Linked DNA regions of Mus musculus: region 2 is linked to region 1. The links are chromatin contacts, called in public promoter capture Hi-C maps. All regions are on one chromosome and are shown on one strand. Each heading gives the region's core, a stretch centred on a gene start, on an enhancer-like site or on the middle of the called end of the contact. The rest is flanking DNA. Distances are from core to core; before and after follow the strand shown. Region 1 holds the start of Trp63 (transformation related protein 63). Region 2 overlaps Trp63 (transformation related protein 63).

The links. Promoter capture Hi-C pulls out the DNA fragments that hold promoters and counts their contacts.
Region 2: a promoter capture Hi-C map of liver shows a contact between it and region 1, with 2.4 times the contacts expected there. The contact joins the enhancer-like site here to the promoter of Trp63 in region 1. A contact is called at or near these places in 2 of 39 promoter capture datasets (hippocampal neurons and liver), 1 of 484 Hi-C or Micro-C datasets (nephron progenitors) and 2 of 9 other capture datasets (adipose tissue and embryonic stem cells).

Annotation. Positions count from the first base shown.
Region 1 is chr16:25,680,195-25,687,226 of GRCm38.p6, forward strand. Trp63 (transformation related protein 63) reads left to right here and starts at 3,571. Exons shown (of 14, transcript NM_001127259.1): 1 at 3,571-4,157. The coding sequence starts at 4,096.
Region 2 is chr16:25,873,434-25,880,465 of GRCm38.p6, forward strand. The region is part of intron 10 of Trp63 (transformation related protein 63); the gene reads left to right. Among named protein-coding and RNA genes, the nearest start is that of Gm24928, 170 kb to the left of the region's middle. Within about 2 kb of position 2,403, at least 4 of the 459 cell types and tissues checked have an H3K27ac peak or open chromatin away from gene starts, as enhancers often do. A contact at or near this core is called in liver, where this site is marked.

The DNA.
Region 1 (7,032 bases), core at 2,321-4,820:
GTGTCGCGAAGCAGCTGAAGAACCTGTTCCCAATGAGAAAATGACTAAACAGGGAAATGTGTGAATCAGGATTTTCTGTCACTATACAGGCATAATTGGCAAAACAGGCAACTTGAAATGGACGCAGAGTAGATATTTTGTGGATGTGCATTTTGTGGTTTCTATGGTTGAAGCGTGATTATGTAAGAGATTGCTTCCTTTAGGAAACACAGAGAAATGTATAGAGGAAAGGCACATCTTGTTTTGGATCTAACAGATGCTTCCGGAAAAACAAATCTGGGCAGTACCAAATAAGGACTTCCTGTGTTTCCTTATTTATCTCCCACTCACGTGGACTTTGAGCAAAGGACTGGTGGGAGTGAAAAGCGTCCCCCACACAGCTGTTCGGGTATGTCTGGAAGAGAAGCCCACCCACATTGCTTTTGGACACTGGGTGTGACTTCGAGGGTATCAGGTTTGTCTGTTAGGGAACCTGCCAACCTTGTCCCTGCCTAACTAGCTTCTGTGTTTCCTTACATGCTCCTGAATCAAAACTCCCCCATTCATTGGGACAAACCCCTGAACCCCTTTTTTTTTCTCTTCTGAATAGACTCTGGTCATTAGTTTAGCTATAAATGTTTCCATGTGATGGATTGCAAGGCCTGCAAGAAGCTCAAGGTCAGATCAAGAGACCATAGCTAAGTCTGCAATGTATATGCTTCTTCAGGAAACTATCACTCCCTCACTACCAGTACATGAATTCTAGTTCTCCCTTCACCCTACCTAGATGTCAGCACCTTTTGCTCTATACTTCTTATAATTATTACAGTCTGACATCTAGGTAGAATAAAAGTAGAGCCAGAATTGATGTATACTGATAGTACGACCCTCTTCCAAGGCAAACTTCAGTTTCATCCTTGATGAATAGAGATTGTAGTCAAAATGAGTTCAGTGCTGAAGAATGTTAAATTCAACTATTCCTTTTTAGTGTGCAATATTTGGTACATTTACTACCTTATATTCTAGAAGGTTCCATTTTGGTTTGAATAGTCGGGAGTGGTATAAGCCATATTGAGCCAGACAAGATGGGGCCTATGGTCCAGTTGCCCTGAACTCAGCTTCTCTGATAAATAGTGACCAAAGTCACAAACTGTAATGGCTGGAGGAACACACAGGTCATGAACTGTTCATAGTAACATCTGTTTTACATCACCCTACACTTCCTGTTCTCTCCTTGAATGGTAGAATTATTTTCCTATCCAAAGCAGGAAAATAATGATAAAAGTTTGCAGCCTAGACCAGAAAGTGCATAAATGATAGCAGTTGTGTGATGCATGTTGCAGATTTCAGGGAGAATTTCTGTGCTGAATACTTGAGTTAGGCTAAGCATGTTGACTGCTCGAAGTGGAGAAGGAAGGCATATTTCTTCCTGGGACATTATGCCAAGAGCTCTACATACTAAACATTATTGTTTCTCTGTTGTCCTACTTCCTGCTTCCTACAATGCAAGTGTGTTCACAAGCATCCTTTAGATGTGTAGGTTGGAAAGGTATAGTCGTCGCCATTCATTTTCCCAGGTCATGGATGCTCATGTGCTCTAATGTGTTTGTCATCCTGAGGAGCTTGCTTTTCTCCTTTAAGTCAAGTTAACTCTGTTTATTAACTAAGTAGTGGGAACCAATATCATTCATAATTAATCTATTGCCACCTAATAATCTGCCTTCTGTACTATATATATGTGTATATATATATATATAATTTTCTATAACAACTGCTGATATAATGGCATATGCTCTAAATTATTTTAAACTTAAACCTTTTAAATTAAATTCTAAAACTTGTAAGTGAAAATATGTATGAAGAGTACTTGAAGACTGGTTATGTGGAAGTCCATGACGTTGAACCATGATATAAATTACTTTGACAAGTTCTTTCTTCTTTTCAGCAAGCACTTAATTATAAATACAAGGCGAAAGGTGAGCTCAGAACTTACCACTTCAGATCTGGTACTTGGGCCAGCCATCCTGGCAGAGTCATCCCAGGGTTAGAAATGGAATCTCAAACCCCACCCTGGAAATAACCAACCAGATTTTGCATGGACAAGAATTTCAAGTGACTCGCGGGTTTATTAAAATTTAAGACAGTCTCCACTAGAAATCCTAGTCCTAGTCTTTCTTAATTTTTCACGATTGAGGACTGAACGCAGGGCAGGGCCTTTTCCACACTAAACATGTGCTTTGGCATTAACTCTATTACCCCCTCCCATTCTTGTGTTCTGGGGGACAGCTTAAGCTGCCTTTGGCTAGGAGATCATTCTTTCTATGCCTTCAGAGATTCATCTCACAACTAAGAGTAGACAGGCCCTGTGTGATGAAACTCCCCCAAGTCCATGGCCATAGGAAATTGATTATTCTCAATTTAAGAACTTTATAATCAGGTCATCTGTATTTGCTCAGAGGAAGAAAGCCAAACACTTGATTCCAATGAGCAAATCTATAATTAATTAGTGAAACGATCTTTGCTCAAGTTTAACATTTTTTTTTAGAGCAAGCTGTCAGATTTGGCTGGAGCGCAGGCCGGCATGTGTGTGAGTTTCACAATTCACAGATGTTAGACACGCTCAGTCTGAGTTAAGAAAGAGAATGTCAAGTTTTAAATAGCTTCTCCCTGGCTGGAACAACAAATAAAACATCTTTATGAACACATTTTGAAGCAGAATTTCTTACAGGAAAATGTCAGATTTCTCTTCAGCTTGTCTCACAACTTTGACATTTTCTGATGTCACTAGTTTGCAGGTGTCTATGGCTGTGGCATGAATGGAGATATGTACGTAACATGTCAGTGACACTTGGGCACACAGCTCTAGTTCCCTCTTGGACTCTATTCTAATTTAGCTTCTGAATCATATTTCATTCAATTTCTAAATCCACAGAACCAGGATTGGTTTACAGCCTACATTCAGAAAGGAAACAAATTCATTATCATGGAGACTTTGCCTGATAATATATAATTCTTTACAATATAAAGAATGTCAGATTTTATAGTAAAGTAGGTAGAAGGAGACTAAAAAAAGTTAAAAGTGAGGCATAATAGAATGAGACAGAATGATAAGAGTTTGAAATAAACTTTATTTTTCCCCATTGACAGGCCATCTAAAATAATTCTAAATAAATATGAAAACAATAAAACAATTAGGAAACATTGTAAAAGAATATTAACTCCTATTTTTATATCACATAAAAATCCTATTACTTATATCTGTATGGTTAAAAAAAATCACTGCAGGCTATTTTCTTTTATTTGGGACAGAAACTATTTCTAAATACATATACATGATCTCTCTCTCTCTCTCTCTCTCTCTCTCTCTCTCTCTCTCTCTCTCTCTCTCTCTCTCTCTCTCTCTCTCTCTCTCTCTCTCTCTCTCGTTGAAATGAAGAGTGAGTTCTAGGTTAAATATAATCAAGGAATTTCCCTGTCTTTGCTATTTGAGATTGTGACCACAACAGGCGGTTGGCTGAAAGGGAGGCAGAAGGGGGTGGGGGTGGGGCAGGGAGAAGCCGAGAAAAAAAAAAGTCTCCTAAGCGTCTCTGCAAAACATTGTAGCCACAGCAGAACTGACAGGAGCTCTCAAATCAAGTCAGAATACAGATACAAGGAGATGTTATTCAGTTGGAGCAAGGGGGACATTTATTAGCTCAGTGACAAGTCCTGGCTTCTGTGATTAAACTCTGATGCCATTCATACCAGCACCCAATCCCAAGCAAGATCAGAAGTTCAGAGATGCCTACAAATTGCCAACAAGTGTGGCCACTCTACGTCAAGGGCTCTAAAACTGTGGCAGAGAGGAAGAACAGCTTTACAGGGGGTGCCCAGCTGGTAAGAATTGACGGTTTATGATGCTCTGGTTACTTGAAGACTCTCATTGGCTGAAAGGAAGAAACGCCCCGCCTCTTTGCAAATCTGAGTAAAGGGGGGAAGTGTCTAAACTTCTATGTCTGATGGCATTTGACCCTATTGCTTTCAGCCTCCTGGCTACATACCTAGATATTCTCAGGTGTATATGTATATTTTATAGAATTGCTTCCCATCTGTTGGTATCAAAGAGAGTTGAAGGAAATGAATTTTGAAACTTCACGGTGTGCCACCCTACAGTACTGCCCCGACCCTTACATCCAGCGGTGAGTTTAAATCTGACCTGGCGTCTGTCAAAACTGAACTGGTGTGCCTGGTGTATTCTGAGTGTTTCTGCTGTGTACTGAAGAAGCCCTCCTTGTTTAGCGAGCATAATAATACTACTTTGGACTTTGTATGGACTTAAAGTGGTTTGTAGATATCTTTTCTACAGTTATCTTATACTTTATTTCTTGAGTTACTAAGTGACAAAGTTTGAAGACATCCATGTTTTTAAATTTGTCACACTATTGTACTCTATAAGGAGAGAGAGTGGGGGAGAGAGAGAGAGAGAGAGAGAGAGAGAGAGAGAGAGAGAGCATGTAGCTCGGGTAGAAGATGTGGGAGGGTCAGGGAGATGTTGGAGGTTGGAGGAGGGGGATGAGATTATCAAAGAATTAATTAAAATATTACTTAAGATTGTCACACCATTTTAAAATGTTAAAAAATTTTAAAATGTACCACGTGCCATGCTCAGTCCCACCCACCAAAGAAAAAGAAATTTCATTGGACAGGGATATAATAATCTATTGGGCAATTTTCAAGTCAAAATAAACATTGGAAATTTTGATTTTTGTCTTAAAACTAAATAGCCATTGTTATGTGAAGCAGATTGTGGCTTGTCATTTTAGCTCTAAAGAATATTTTCTCTTTGATTTGTTTCAAAACAAACATCATCTTTTGACAAATATGACTTCCTAAAACCTGTGATGAAACTGAATTTTGTTTGTGTTTGTAGAAAAATATTTACCTTGCACTGAGAAGGAGTATTAGCAAGAGTTCACAATAGTGTGCCTCTGTCGGGGGAAGAGACTGTTTCAAATTAGAGTTTGCTATTTTTAAACTGGTAAATGAAATCCGAAGAGCGTTTCCCGTGTAAAGTTATGGGAGACATTCACACCATACAAAGCACTGTGATGTTGTTAATTTAACGGCATGAGATTTGAATCTGGAATTTGGTACTTTGTAAGACTTAGGAAAACGGCATGGTTAGAAAGGGGTTAAAGTGACACTTGCCACCTGTGCCTACTGGAGGCTCACACTAGAATCTGAGCCCTGGCTCTGGGCAGGACTAGGTTACCATAGCATTGCCTTGGATTGTGAAAGGCTATTTATTTTCACCAGTATAATTCACTCTCTTGTTGGCCTGACTCTTCCTCTTCCTGTGAGGTTTCTGGTGGGAAAAACAGACGAGGAAAGATACATGAAATGGAGAATACAGAAAGAGAAGACAGACTACAAATTCAAAGGAGAGCAACCCAACCAGATTGCTAATATCTCCCAGGTTGAAATGTGAAATGTGAATGGTTTCTTAACTCATTCGTCCGTTGTTTTCTCTACAAGTGTCTGTCTTAGGAAAAAAACAAATGGACCCTATCTTCTTAGATGACCTAAACAAGAAATTTAGTTGGAGCTGGGGACAGGAATGACAGACAATAAAGCCCAAGTATTGAGATCTCAAAGACCTTCCTGCAATCACCAGCTTCAGAATCAACATTTCTAAGAACCCAGCTGTGACTCAGCAGCAGCCCTTACCATGTCTCCTCCTGGCCCTCTCCTGAGGACTGCATTGGATTCACAGCAGCATTACAGATTCCTAGCTTATGGACTAGTGCGCTCCTTCCCTCCTATACACATCCATCTGCAGGCATTTCTGGTGGTGGATCACACACACACATGTGTATGTATGTGTGTGTGTGTGTGCGTGTGTGTGCGTGTGTGTGTGTGTATGATTTATAAATTATATACATTTATAAATAAATATATATATATAATATATAAATTGAAATGATTTTAAATTTTAGAGTGCCTTTATTTCAGTAGTCTTCCCAACTTGGGAGAAGGCACAAGAATAAGTACAGAGCTGTGAGACTGGTTTAACATGGTCTTGGAAGATTGATAAAAAATATTTTCTTTAGCCTAAACTGTCTCCTCACTTACAATAAAAATGTAACCATAAAACAGCCCAGAAAGATGGAAGTGCGGATACGAACCCTCCTTTGGAAAGGTGCATGCGTACAAAAGTTCATGAGAATGAGAATATGGTGGCTCATGGCTTGTATTCCCAGTGCTCAAGAGGCTGAGGCAGGAGGATTGCAAATTCTGGGCCAGTTAAAGAGATCCTGTCTGAAAAGAAAAACTATCCATTGTCATCATTATTGACATCTGATTATCAAACTTACATATTTGATGACTCAATGACTCCTTAGGCATTTAAACTTTTATATAGATTAGCTTCCCACAGGTTACTATTACTTCTTCTTAGAGAATCAATAAGGAAGTGAAATATTACTGGGGAGAGAGGAATTGGAAGAGGGGAAAATATGATCAAAATATATTGCATGAATATGTTTCTTCAATAAAAAAAGAAAACCGTATATGAGCACATGGAACCCAGCACTGTTCTCTCTGCTGTCCAATGGGTGAATACTGTGAGTTGATTTTTTTCTAAGCAGACAACGCTGGTAGTTCTCAGTTTACAAAATCTATTTTAAGAAAGACCAAATTTAATCATTCCATAATCATAGTCATCTACATACTTACACTTGTCTTTGCTGACCTTGTCTTTGAGAGAAGCCCAAAGACGACTTTGGATGTTATTGTTGTATTAAGGATAGGGTAGGCTGATACTTTTAACTCCATGCTATGGTGATTCATGAATTTCTTTTTTATATAGAATAGAGCCCACAGCATGCTTTTATGGCTAATTGATGAGTACCAAAAAAGAACTGTTTAAATATACACTTTAAAGCACTATAATCTACTAACAATTTCTCAGGTTTTTTGTCTTCTTTCCATCAGAACACATTAAGGATTTGGTTGTGTTCTGAATCAATTTTAATTTATGTCAGTCTTTGCAAAAACTCTTCTAAAAAAAAAAAA
Region 2 (7,032 bases), core at 1,153-3,652, 190 kb after region 1:
GCGTTGGTAGATTAAAGGAGAAAGGAAATAATCTTTGTTTTACAGACTTTATGAATAAACTGGCTGAAGTTTGGTCAGGGGCTCATGCTATCTGTGTTGGTATACATTGTGTAGATGAAAACACAGAGCTTGTATCTCTGTGTTAGAAGTTTTCCACAGGTAGTTGATTGATTGACTTGAATTGCTCCAAAGGGAGTTGTTGTTTTTGTTGTTGTTGTTGTTGTTATTTTATTATCATTATCTATTCTTTATGGAGCAATCTATTCCACCTGAGAAGAAAATATATGGCTAAAGTTATGCTAGAAAAAATGGTCTGAAAATTTTTAGGAACTCACTAGGAGTAGCTAAAGATGAACTGTGAGGACGTAGTTGCATAGCTCCTGGGTATTCATTTGAAACAATCGTGTGCATGGCTTTGAGTTGCTGTCTCACAGCTGTGATAGCTTGTGCATGGAAAGCTAACAGACCGCAAAATGAGATCTTAGCAAAATACAGATGTTTGGTACAATTGTGCCGTTATACCATTACATGTACACGGCTCCCTGATGATTGACATGAATCCACACAAGTTCTCCAGTTGCTACAGACTTGAGCTGAGATTGTTTTCTTTTTTCAGCTCTTTTATTTTCATGCAAATCTCTGAGAGAAGGAATGAGTAGACAAAAAACATGGAAACCTAATTTCCTGGCAATCATTTGAGAAGAATAAATCAACTTATAAAATGCCTATAATAGTCCGTGATTTCCTTTCTAAAATATAGTACCAATTTAATGCTGGTAAGGAATCAAAAAAATTTTTTTTAAGAATAGAATGAAAATTGGTGGAAGGCAATATGCTTCCTACAGGGTGGCAATAAAATATGTTCAGTCTAATTGCTGCTTTAATTCTCCCATACTGTGCTTTCTCTCTGCTTGCCTTGCACTTATGCATGGGTTCGTTCGTTCGTTTGATTGTTTGTTTATTTATTTATTTATAATCCTTCATAGTTACCTTCATGATCATAGGCTATATGGAAGCAAGATGTTTAAATCGAGTTGCTATGATTCAAGTCATTATAGACTTATGCAGGCTTTACACTGTTTAAGAAGAAATTATACTTCCATTAATATGTCCATACAGGTATAGCCATAGACAGTTATGTTTATTAAAGCTGGAATCAGATGGAAGGGTAAATTGAATCAAATTACTATTATTATTATTATTTACTAAATTCCACTCCCTTGCTGTTCCACAGGCGTGGATTCTTAATGGTACACTGAAGTTATTTGACATCTGTTTTATCAATCCTTTTTTTTTAGATTAAAGACCCATATGATTTGTATTTTTGTTTGTGTTTCCCTGTAATTCACCCTTCTTGCCCCTTCTGTCCTCGGGCCAGTGTGACTGTCTTTTGCACAACTGTCAGTTTTCTCTAGAAAACTACATTTTGTTTACTATGGTATAAGATTCCATTAACTTATAATATGTCCCATGATACCCTGAGATGCCCTTCTATAGTACGTCTTGATCATAGCTCCATAGTAACAGAAGCCAGATGATGCTGTGTCTGAGAAGCATCTTCAAGAGTGCTTCTAGCCTCTCACTCAAGACAGGGAAAACCAAGCAAGCCCACACAGCAGCTAAGGGTAGAACACCTTTAGAACCAAAGCTCTTTGCCAGGCTCATGAATGTAAGGAGATGGTGTTTTCAAGATTATTGATGAATTTAGGAGAGAGTAAAAGGTGCAGATATCCAAACTGATATAAATCAAAAATGTACTTCTAAATTAGATTGTAAGGTCACCCATTTTCATAAAGTTTGTTGGAACTTTCTAGCTCTATAGACTTGGAAACAACAGCAACGAACAGCCTGATAATCTCATGGCATTCACGCCAACAACTATAATAAAAATCTGAATTTTTAGAGTTGACACAGGGCTACTTTTGAACTCCACAGCCGGATTATTACATGTTCAGGACAGAGGTTTACTAGCTCTGAATCAGTGATGTCAAAGAACCTCAAAGGTTCATTAAATTCTATTAAGTCATTTCTCCAAATGAGAATATCTCCTTGTAGAACTGTCCTTGATTCTAGGTCTGAAAGTTTGAACCCGTAGGGTGTATATAATCCTGCCTTCACTGGAACACTGATGTGATCAATTGTGATCAATTGTGATCAATTGTGATGTGGCAATTGTATGAGGCTTTACTATCAGATACAATCCATCCAAGCTTTAAACTTTCAAGCAAAGAAACCTGAAAGCCGAAGCTCTCTTAGGAATAACTTGCTTCCCCCATGATGTGTGTTCAGGCATTATATACATATAAAGATACCAATTCTCACTGCAGTTTGAGTGTGGAAATGTCTTTGTTCCTTTGAAGGTACTAAACAAATAGGATTCAAAAAGCCAGTCTGGGAAACTGTTCCCAAACTGTTCACCAGGTTGCATAACCTTTAGCCAAATAAAAGGGCTTATTCTTGGCATCCCATGGCATAATTGATTTCTTAATTATGCAAAAGTTGCTTTCATGAGTTTGATATATGCATTTATAGGCCAAGTTTGTGACTGAGAGGATTAAGGTATTTACCACCTCAATCTGGGCACACTCAAAATGCTCATTAATAGTTCTTTCCAGATGCACGATGACGCAGCCCCTAACACTGATAAGATCATATTTCTTCAGACTTCAGAGTTTGGCTAGACAGACCAGTAATGAGGTATAATAATTGGGTATGTGACATTTTTACAGAGGATCAAAGTTTATTCTTGTTTTTGCATTCCCTTTGTCAATTAATTGAGTCCAGTATACCCATGCCAAGCCCTACACTAAACACTGGACCTGCCTGTCACCATAATCCTCAAGTGAGTCACCTTGTATTAAGAAATGGAGATGACTGGGCCCCCAGCTAACCCTTAGACAGGACCTGGGAAAGTGTATTTTGAAAAATATGATTCTGATGTAGTCTGCTGATTAGCTGCCCTTTGCTTTGCCTTGCATCTTTTTTTTACATAAATTGAGAATAGAACATTCTAGATGGTTTTAGAGGAGGATTTTAAAAGGAAAGGATTTTTAAAAAATAAATGGCTTTTCCGATTCCCTGCTCCATCTGCACTATGATCATGAAGGTAGGAGATGGGTGTGTTTCTGTGTTCATTGGATGTGGATTCCTGAGTCCTAAGCCTTCATTCTCTTTCTCTGGTTCCTCTCTACAGTCTCCTTTCAGCCTGCTTCAGGAATGAGCTTGTGGAGCCCCGGGGAGAAGCTCCGACACAGTCTGACGTCTTCTTTAGACATTCCAACCCCCCAAACCACTCCGTGTACCCATAGGTCCCCAGCTATGTGTTTGAGTTCATGTGCTTGTTGTGTTTCTGTGTGCGTTTGTGTATATGCACATGCGTGTTAGTGTTTCCAGCCCTCACAAACAGGACTTGAAGACATTTTGGCTCAGAGACCCAGCTGCTCAAAGGCACACATCCACTAGTGAGAGAATCTTTGAAGGGACTCAAAATTTTACAAAGCAGAGATGCTTTCTGCACATTTTGTATCTTTAGATCCTGCCTTGGTTGGACGGGAGCCGCGACTGTGCTTGTCTGTGAGCTTTCTATTGTTTTCCCAGGAGGGAGGGGGAATCCATTGGGAAAGAGGCATTGCAAAGTTTATTGGAAACCTTTTCTGTTACCTCCTGTTGTGTTTCTAAAACTCATAATAAAGCTTTTGAGCAGGTCTCAAACTTTAGGTGTATTTTTAAGAAAATAAGAAAAAAAAATCTGTCATTGCCTGTGCCTAAGCAAGTTGTGTTGACCGAGAGACTTAGGCCTTCTTAATGCTGGAGTTACATTGTCTTCCTACATGAGGAGAAAGTCCACTAAGGCTTTTCCAGGTCTGATCTCTGCCACTGTATGTTAGCATCTGCTATGATAGTCTTCCTTGCATCGAGTCCTACTCCCCCATACAGTTGTTTAGGTGCCAACGCTGGTAAGCTACTTTTGTGGTGTTAATGGGAGATGAAACTACCAGGCAAATATTGCCCCCGGTATTTGCTTACCATTATTCAGTGCTGGGAGAGTTCAAAGTCTCCTCACCAAATCTATGATTAATGGGTTTAATTGGAGCTGCTAGCTCGAAACCCTGCCTACCATAAAACCAACCAGATTTCTCATTAATGTCCACGTGCATTAACTGGCAGGCCTCCTCTCTGAGCAAATGATGTCTAAGCACACAGGTGTTAAAAATCAACACTTCTGGCTACAGATTACATGGAGAGAGCTAAGTTCTCTTTCCTTTTAAAGTAGTTTCCAAACTCAAAAAGAACTGACTGAATCCCTGTTTCCTTCTTCATCATCCCTGCCCCGTCCTGCGCCAACTAGGTCACCAGTGCTTTGTTCTCTGTCACCAAGACAACGATTTCTTATGATTGAGGCTGCTGCTTTGTGGATGTGTGGTTTTAATTTTCAATAAACTTTTGCATCTTGGTTTATCTTGTAGTTTTTGTTTCTGTCTCTCTTGTTTCCCCAATTAGAGTATAGTCCCAGTGCTGCAAGTGCTCCGAGTGGGTCTACAAAAGAAGAGGGAGAGGGCCGTCACTGTGGCCCTCTTCCCATTTCTCCTGGGATTTTATTTAAGATACTATATCCCAGGTTAACATTCTGAAGGTTAGCTATGCCTTGAAATTCACAAATGAATTTCAAACAGATTTTAACCCTGTGCATGATTAAATCCTAAGGTGCCAAAAGACATCTGAACAAGTCTTGAGTTTTGTTTCAAAGCACTAAATTTACTATATTAAGTTTTGGCTAAGTCCCAATTTATTAGATAATTAGATTTAGGTGCCATAGACTTTAGAAAACATTTGACCAGAGTGGGACCAAAATCCAAAGTTTTTTGGTTTAAATTTTTGTGTACTCTGAACTTTGTATCAATGTAGTTAATATTTCAAAGGAAGTTTTTCTAAATGCACCAAAGCAAGTAACAGATTAAAAACACAAGACAAAAGTATCTTGACATGAGATTAAAGTGTATTGGTAAATGGGGATGCCTCTGCTATATTTCAGTTAGTAAATTTAAGTACTTGGGGAAAGGGCTTCAGTTAGTAAAGCCACAAGTACTTGGGGAAAGGGCTTAGATTTTTGACCTTTCTTTCAGAACTATTTTTCTCCTTTAGCCTATTGTCATGTAAAATTTTCATGTACTCCTAGTAACCTTTATATGCATGTTTATATTTAAAATGATAGAATATATTTTGATATTTTGGTTGGCCTTCTAAAGACCTCTTAGTGCCCTTGGTTTTTGGAAGCAAGGTTACCCAACATTCAGGCCACAGAGAACTAGCTATTGGGAAATGCTTAGAAGAGGTATAATTATTTTTCTACATCTTTCTTTTAGCCCTCTTTAATATTCAGGATGTCCATCTTCAAAATTCCTATTTCCACATTCAGCATTCTAGAAATGGCTTGGAAAATACATTCGTCCAATGTGTCACCAAATTTCAGCTAAGCGTTTTAATTAGTAAAGTGAAAAGAATTAAATCAAGAAAAAGGGGGCAGTAAGCTTTTGGACAGCCATAGATAGAAGCTGGCACTTATCATGAAGATTGTCCTTCCCAGCACAGCCGTGAGAGGTAGAAGCAAGTTGCCTAATTTCTAATTTCAGATCATTTAAAGCAACATCTTACTTTCAGCAAAGCATACAGAAGTTTGTGGTTTTACTGTTAAGAACTAAGAATGGTGGACTGGGAACAATCGAAGTTGGTGGTTGAGAATTTGAAAGCACATTTAAGGACTTAGGTTCAATCTGCACCACTGAAAACCAAGTGGAAGAAAACAACAGCAAACGGCCTGTCTTGTCTTTACTAATAATACTTTCCCTTGAGACTAGAACTATAGGAGACTTACCTGTTTGTATCTCTACATTTCTCAGTTCCTAGCAAACTCTATGGAAGTAAGTCTCTACAGAAATGCCCTCCAATGGAAACCACAATACATTTTCCTGCAAAAAGCTGTTGTTACCACATTTTTGGTTATTTGACCTCTGGTTGGGGTGAGTGACAAGGACAGAGGGACAAGTGAAGAAGTCAATCAACATGGCATAGCCTCTGTTTTTGTTTTTATTTAGTCTGCTAAATTTGGGGGGGTCTGTTTACTGACTTTGCACTTGTTATAGCCAAGGAGTTGACTATTTTTCAGGACCTTTAAATGGGATGTGACTTTATTCAGGATCATGTTTTTTTCCTAAGTGTGTGATGGCTGTCCATTTCAGACACTGTAGCGTTAGTAATGATCACAGTATCATGACCTTTGCCTTTGTGCCTGTAAGACTCACTTTTGTGTTCTAATATGTGCATTCAAGATTTATGACACTTTTGACATGATCCCAAACTATGTTTTATACTGACTCAAGTAAGAATCTGTGTCAACTCTGTCCACTTCTTCCTATAACTTCATAAGTCGGTATCGTCCATTCCCTTTATTAGATACTAGAGCATATATTGACCATTTAGGTCTGTAAGGGAAGAGGAAAGGACCAAGATTCTTAGGTGTTTATAAGACACTGGACATTGTCAAGGACTTGCACATGATCTCCTTCAGACTTCATAGACACGCTTGCAGAGCCCGAGGCTTGCCAGAAGAAAATGAGGCTCGGGTGATACTAGCATCAAATCCAGTCACTTTATACACTCAGCTCCCATCTAGTATAGAACAAATATTTTGATTGGCTCCAAAATTTGCATTCCTTCTCTGCTCATGGTTGCTTCTACCTCTCTTCCCAAATTTACATTGATTATAGTGAAAAATAATAGTAGCTAACAAGGTAGTTAAACAAAACAAAACAAATCAAAACAAAACAAAAAACAATGACCACAAAGGTAATCGAGTTTTCACAGGGTGTAGAAAATAGCAGGAAACTCTGAAAGTGCAAAGACAAGTGTAAAGTTTGTCAGTGTATTTTTTTTTTTGTCAGTGTATTTTTATCTTCCCAATTGTGGTTATTAATGGCTAAAACTATTCTTCTTATAAATTTTGACTGTATGTTCAATGGCTTGGGGAGATGGAAA